Linked DNA regions of Gossypium arboreum: region 2 is linked to region 1. Evidence: chromatin contacts called from public Hi-C data. All regions are on one chromosome and are shown on one strand. Each heading gives the region's core, a stretch centred on a gene start, on an enhancer-like site or on the middle of the called end of the contact. The rest is flanking DNA. Distances are from core to core; before and after follow the strand shown.

Region 1 (3,380 bases), core at 141-2,640:
ATTTCATGTAAAAAAGTGTGTCTAAGTACAAATAATTCAAGCATTAGAAACACAGAAGAATATAAGTAGCAACAGATATTATGAAGGTGAAGTTCTTAAAATCCATCAAAAAGATGAGTATTATAATGATAAGAAACATCAGCATTCACTTACCTCAAAATGCAACCCATCATCTTGTCCAGATGTTGATGGTTCATCATCATCATCTGAATCAACAATAAAAGAACCACTAGAGGCTCTGTCAACATCTTCAACTTCATCATGTTTTTCCTCCATCTTTATTCAAGTTGCATCAAGAAAGAGAATAACCCTCCAAAGCAGCAGCAGCAGCTAAAAGGATGGCAACTAAACATATCAGAAAACTAAGAAACGCACCGATCAATCAACCAAGAGAATCACATAGTCTTGGCATACAACAAAAAGGAAACAGAGATGGCAAGCATTCATGATTACTTGAAACAGGTTTCCTTAATTTTCTCACACTACCCTCAAAATTACTTGCAAGCGGCTTCCACCAATGGTGTCTCTGTATTGTTACATTACACATTAAAAAACACCAACTTTTGTTAGAACAAAAGGATGACTCAGGAAAACGGAACTAAAACTTCTACATTTATGTTAGGATTTTTGGAATCAAATCCTAATATTTTTCCAACTACAAATTTGCTTCATACTAAGAGAGTTAAGCAATAAAAAATCCCTAACTAAAAGAAAAGCACAGAAAACAAATCAACAACAAAAAGCTAATGACAACATAAACACAAAACAGGTGGCCGCAACTAACTAATACCAGGTTATCAATTTGAACAAAGCAATTCCTTGATAAAAAGAAGTAATAAAACATCAAAATTAGAACACAATATCAACTTCTAGGAACAGTAAAAAAAAAAACCCTCCTAAAAACCTCACATTTGCAAAATTTCTCATTTTTATATAAAAACTCTCTTGAACTCCTATAACAACAACGCCATTAACATAATGCTAAATCACTTGAAAACCCTAAAATAATAAAATTTATAGAAACAGAAGAAATAAGACTAGAAATAATAAAAAAACGAACACGCGATTCCAAGTTCAAGCTCTATTCAACTTCGACCACGAGCTACTCTGCTAAGCCACTGCCTAAAAGATTAGTGAATTGGGAATCGGGGATCAAAGAGAACGAGTTGACTCACCAGAAGGAAAGAAGATTCGCGATTGAAGCGGAAATCCAACTCAGATTTCTTAGAGGAGGGAAACGTTTAATATACTTCGTTTTTTAGGACACGGAAAAAATTGAAAAATTAGAACCAAAGAACTAAAAATTTCGGCTTTTAAAACAATTATTATTATTTTTTGAATGCTTAAACCATTTTCTTTTTATTTTCTTAAAACAAATTTTAGGGTGCTTCTAATGGGGGGATTTTGGTGATTGTGTCATTTTGGAAGGGCATTTTGAAAATATTAAATTAATATTTTAATCTTTTATTATAATTAAATTTAAAATTTAATCTTTATATTTTAATTTGATATCATTTTTCATTTATTTTTATACTATTATTAATTGATTTAAATGATGTAGACTGTTAATTAATTATTAAAGTAGTAAAAATTATTTTAAAAGAAAAAAGCACACTAATTAAAATTATTAATTTAAACTATATTTTAAAAATTCCACGTGAACATAATAATTTAAGCTACCTAATAAAATTATAAAGTAGAAGATTAAACTTATTTTAGAAAAAGAAGACTAAACTTTATCAAATTAAAACGAAGGGGTCAAAATATAAATTTGAACATAGTAGAGGAATAAAAATAAGAATTTGACCTCTTTTGTAAACTTAAGAAACAAAACTGATCATTGTGAACCCGGTTCAATCCCAATCAAACAATTTTAGAAAACAACATCGGTTTTTGGTATCTCTCCCACTTCTAAAGTCTAATCCCCACATTAACCTCTCCGTCTCTGAAACCTTTCTTCTTCTCCTTCATTGTTGCAGCCTTCCAACTTTTCTATTTCCGAAACTAACCTCGAACGTTTTCCCACATTCCAAAATGACCACCAAATTTCTACCATCTTATCAATTAATACACTCTCCATAGCTTCGCCAATATTCATCTCTTTCAATGGACTCCATCTTCACTTCACCATGCCTCTCTCAACTCTCCCCTCCCAATTTCAGAACAAGGCATCTTATCAGAACCCATAGGTATATCAAGAAACCCACCAGAACCCTCTCCATTAAGCTCAACTTCAAAGCTTTTGCATTCCTAGGAAATCCCAAAGGTTCCAAACCTGTGAAACATCAAAATTTGGTGCTATCCAGAAAGGAAAATTGTGAAAAGGAAGTCAAAGTCTCGTGTGGGTATTCTTCATTTCAATGTTTGGTTAAGAGTTTTGCTTTTACTTTGCTTTGTTTTGCAATTGGGTTATCGAATTTCGGTCCAAATGGGGAGTTTAAATGTGTGGCAATGGCTGCAGTAGTGGAAAAACTGAGTGTGAGGGGAAAAGAAGACGAAGAAAAGGAAGGGGCTTTGAGGAAAAATGAGCACGAGTTTTCGGATTATACAAGGAGGTTGTTAGAGGTGGTTTCGGAGTTGTTGAGCAGGGTAGAGGAGGTTAGGAATGGAAATGGTGATGTTAAGGAAGTTGGGAAAGTGTTAAAAGCTGTGAAAGTGAAGAAAGAGGAGTTGCAAGGGGAGATAATGAAAGGGTTGTATAGGGAAATTAGGGAGTTGAAGAGGGAGAAAGAGGAGTTAGAGAAAAAAGCTGAGGAGATTGTGGATAAGGCAGTGAAAGTGGGGAGTGAGAAGGAGAAGGTGATGAGTGGGAGAGGGGGGAAGGGTAAGGGGAAGGGGAAAGGACAAGGACAAGGCCGGAATACTGTGGAGAAGTTGGAAGAGGGGATAGAGAGAATGGAGGAGGAGTATAGTAGGATATGGGAGAGAATTGGGGAGATTGAGGATGAGATACTGAGGAGAGAGACCACAGCACTGAGTATTGGTGTGAGGGAGCTTTGTTTTATTGAGAGGGAGTGTGAGGAGTTGGTGCAAAGGTTTAATAACCAAATGAGGAGGAAGGAGCTTTTCCAGAGGTAAACCTTTTCTACCGATTATTATATATTGGTATATGTTGTTTCTCATCTATAGGATTTCAATCAGAATTAGTTTGCTCGAGTAAAATTATAGAATATTTGGTGTATCCTATAATGCATATTTATCTGCTCACATGGTTTATCACTTTATCTTGTTTCTCTTATTCTGCCCTTCTTCATTCTTTATTTTGTGGTATAGACTTCGCAGTCTTAAAGTTATCTCATTACCTAATCTAATGCAATTATTTGGTTACCTAAATGTTTATTTTCTACCTCTTACAAAAAGTAAACAGCGTTGCAGTTGTT
Region 2 (3,582 bases), core at 215-2,714, 60 kb before region 1:
TGAATAACTTTCAACAGTTATTCTTTCATCTTGTTCAGCCAACATAAAAAAGGATCAAATTTGTTCTTTAAGTTTGAGTCTCAACAATGTTTGAAATGAATTCAATCATCTAAGATCAAATCTTGAAGACCCTTGAATCAAAAATCTTTTCAATTTTATTTCTACATCACAAAAGAGATCGAACTCATTCTTCAATATCAATTTTGGAAACCCTTAAAAGTAAATCTCATCGATCCAACACTTGTTTTGAAAAGTTAAATATCAAATATAATTACTCTTGATAAGATTTGTAACTTTCAAATTAGATTATAAAATTTTTTATCTCCCATTTTAGAGGTGCCATATTTTAAACGGAAATGTTGTACATGCATGGAGTCCCCAGAGTAGGTGAATATGCAAAGAAGTAGGTAGGTGATAAGGTTGTTTGGATTTACTTCCTTCATTAACCACTACTTTCACTTCTTGTAACATGTAAAATTAAAATATTATTATAATATAATTAATTTTATATTAGAGTAAATAAATTTGAAATCATAAATATTTGAAAATTTTTCAAAGCAAAATAAGAAAAAAAAAAGATACTTTAATATGATAAACTTGACTCGTTAATTAATTTATTTAAGTCTCCAAATTTATTATTTTATAACATTTTGAAAATTGTAACTTTCTTTATATATTCTTTAGATTTAAAAAAAATTATCATTTTTAAAAATATATAAATTGTAGATTTTAATAAATATTTTGATTTTTTATAAAATTTTTGTTGAGAGAAAGGTTAATTTGTTTTATTTTCAAAATTGACAGGGACCAAAGAAGTATTTACACTAATTTATTATTCGAATGGTAAATTTTAACTTCACTCGGACTCGAAATCTAAACTTGAATTACTTATTTGATTCTATTAACTCGAGTCTTGCTCACTCCTAATTACCTGATACATTGCATATGCATATTATTCTGTAAAAAGAGGTGAATAAAGCCTGTTCTAAGCCCCCAATATACTTGGGCCTTGCAAGGCCTAATAATATGTGATCCATGCCTATGCCTTTTTTTGAAAAAGAGGCCATGCTTTTGGTTATAGAGCATAATGATCCCAAAACCTTTAGGAAATTCAACAATTACTTGGAATACAGATCCGCTCAGTAGTTTTTATGGAACCTAATTCGTTAGGGCTAATCTTCTCTATAATTTATTTTTTAATTTATATAGTTTTTTTTTGTGTTTATTTAAATATAGAATTCTAAATAATTTTATAATAACTATAGGTTAATGGGTACGTCAGTTTTATTCAATTATATCCCGACCATTCCTTGATTAGGAACAGATGTTCCATTTCAAATACCACTAAAACTTTAGCAATTAGGAACGTATGTTCCACGGTATCAAAATTTCCATTAATTTCAAAATAGATAAAAATGGTAATTTATAAAGGAGGAAATAATAAATTGCCCATGAAGTATCATGGGATTATCTAGTTCATCAAAGTCTTCAATCACAAATTCATAAAGTCTAAATTAAAAGAAATCCAAAAAAGAAAAAGAAGAAGAAGAGGGACTTGAATGCAAAATTTTGCAAGAGAGTGTGTCGGAGCTTGACTTGCTGATGCAACACGTCTCACGTTGTCTTCATCTCTTCTTCCCTCCTCAATCTATATTTCTTCTCATCTTGCTAGATATGGGCTTTATCCATAGTTTACCTTACAGGTGAGTAAAATTCAATTCGATTCGAAAAAAATTTTAAAAAATTTAAATTTTAAATTAATCGAATTGAGTTATTCAATTTATTCGAATTATTCGAGTCAACTCGAATAAGAAATTTCGAATTTCAAGTTTGAGTCGAGTTGAATTTTTACAATTTGAATAACTCGAATAATTCGAATAACAGATTAGTATAAATATTGTTTTGGTCCCTGTCAATTTTGAAAACAAGTAAATTGGTCTCTCTCTTAACAAAAATTACAAAAAAATCAAAATAATTTTCAAAATTTGAAAATAAGTTTTAAAATTCAAAATATTTATAGAAATTCTAATATTTATATATTTTTAAAAATTATAAATTTAAAAAAACTAAAAATATATAAAATAATTAATAAAATAATTAATTTTGGAATCTAAATAAGTGATTAATGATTCAAGTTTATCATACTAAAATATCTTATTTTTTATTATTTTGCTTAAAAAGTTTTCAAATATATATTGTTTCTAGGGGTGAGCAAAACTCGATTCGACTCGAAAAATTCGAAAAAAATTCGAATTTTGAGTTAAACCGAATCGAGTTATTCGAGTTAATTAAGTTATTCGAGTCAACTCGAATTTTTTTTCAAATTTCGAGTTCGAATAGAGTTGAGTTTTCGAATTCGAATAACTCGAATAATTCGAATATCAAACTATAATATTTTATATTTTTACCCCAAATTTCCAAACATTTTTACTTTTCCTTCAAAACTTTTACTTCTTCCCACTTTCCCCCCAAAACTTTTACTCCCCTTCCATTCCAACCCCCAATCTATCCAAAATCCATTTCCCACAAAAATTTTACTCTCCCATTTACTTTTTCTCAAAATTTTACTCCAAAAAACCCTCAAAACTTTTTATTTTCCCCCAAAAATTTTACTCCCTCCCACTTTCCCCCTAAAATATTTACTTCCTTCCCATCCCACCTCTCATCTACCCCAAACTCATCCCCCTCCCCCCAATTTTTTTTTAATATTTTCCCTCCAAAATTTTACTTCCCCCTATTTATTTTCCCTTAAACTTTTATTCCCCAAAACTTTTTATTTTTCCCATAAACTTTTACTTCTCACCATTTACTCTCAAATAAAAAATCAAAATTATCCAAAAATCACTAAACATAAATAGTAATAATTTTATTTATATCTACTATTTATATTATTAAATTAAATTTCACATTTTATGTTATTTATATTATTGAATTGTTTAGTCATATTGAATATTTATATTAAAATTGAATTATTAATTATGCCATTAAATATTCATGTTAAAATTTTATATTGGTATCTATTTCACATTTTATCTTTAAAATAATTTTATTAAAAATCATATTTTTACATTTAATATATTTTCTAATTCCAAAATACATAGTAACAAGAATCAAGATAATTGAAACATCTAAGTAAGCAAAGAAGCTAACCTATATATAAAAGATTAATAAATAAATTATAAGGTGATGAAACTTAATAAAAATTTTGATTAAGGTGGACAAATTTTATTACGACGAGTGACAATGGTTATAAGGACTCAAATTTTTTTTAAATTTAACTCGAACAAATATATTCGATTTGATTCGATTCGAATTACATCTCACTCGACTCGATTCGAGAAAATTTCAAATCAAATTAGGATGATAAAATATGATTCGTGAACTCGATTAACTCGAAATTTTTTCATTCAATTCGATTCGATCGAACGCTCACCCCTAATTGTTTCAAATTTTTGTGTTCTAACATGGAAATAGTTATATTGTACAAGATTTTAATTTAACATTATTATTTTTCTAATTTAACTCAAATAGTTTCACTCGATTCAATCAAACACTCACCCCTAATTTGAGTTATCCAAAAAT

What was found. Hi-C and Micro-C count contacts between places; a contact is called where the count stands out from the background.
Region 2: a Hi-C map of leaf shows a contact between it and region 1, with 2.8 times the contacts expected there. The contact joins the enhancer-like site here to the promoter of LOC108473537 in region 1. A contact is called at or near these places in 2 of 5 Hi-C or Micro-C datasets (both in leaf).

Annotation. Positions count from the first base shown.
Region 1 is chr11:114,994,472-114,997,851 of ASM2569848v2, reverse strand. LOC108473537 (protein CHROMATIN REMODELING 20) reads right to left here and starts at 1,390. Exons shown (of 27, transcript XM_017775165.2): 1 at 1,176-1,390; 2 at 454-526; 3 at 154-330. The coding sequence starts at 276. It overlaps LOC108473394 (probable inactive ATP-dependent zinc metalloprotease FTSHI 5, chloroplastic), which reads left to right and starts at 1,855. Exons shown (of 19, transcript XM_017774922.2): 1 at 1,855-3,074. The coding sequence starts at 2,107.
Region 2 is chr11:115,054,498-115,058,079 of ASM2569848v2, reverse strand. No RefSeq gene overlaps it. Among protein-coding and RNA genes, the nearest start is that of LOC108472222, 23 kb to the left of the region's middle. Within about 2 kb of position 1,464, at least 2 of the 2 cell types and tissues checked have an H3K27ac peak or open chromatin away from gene starts, as enhancers often do. A contact at or near this core is called in leaf, where this site is marked.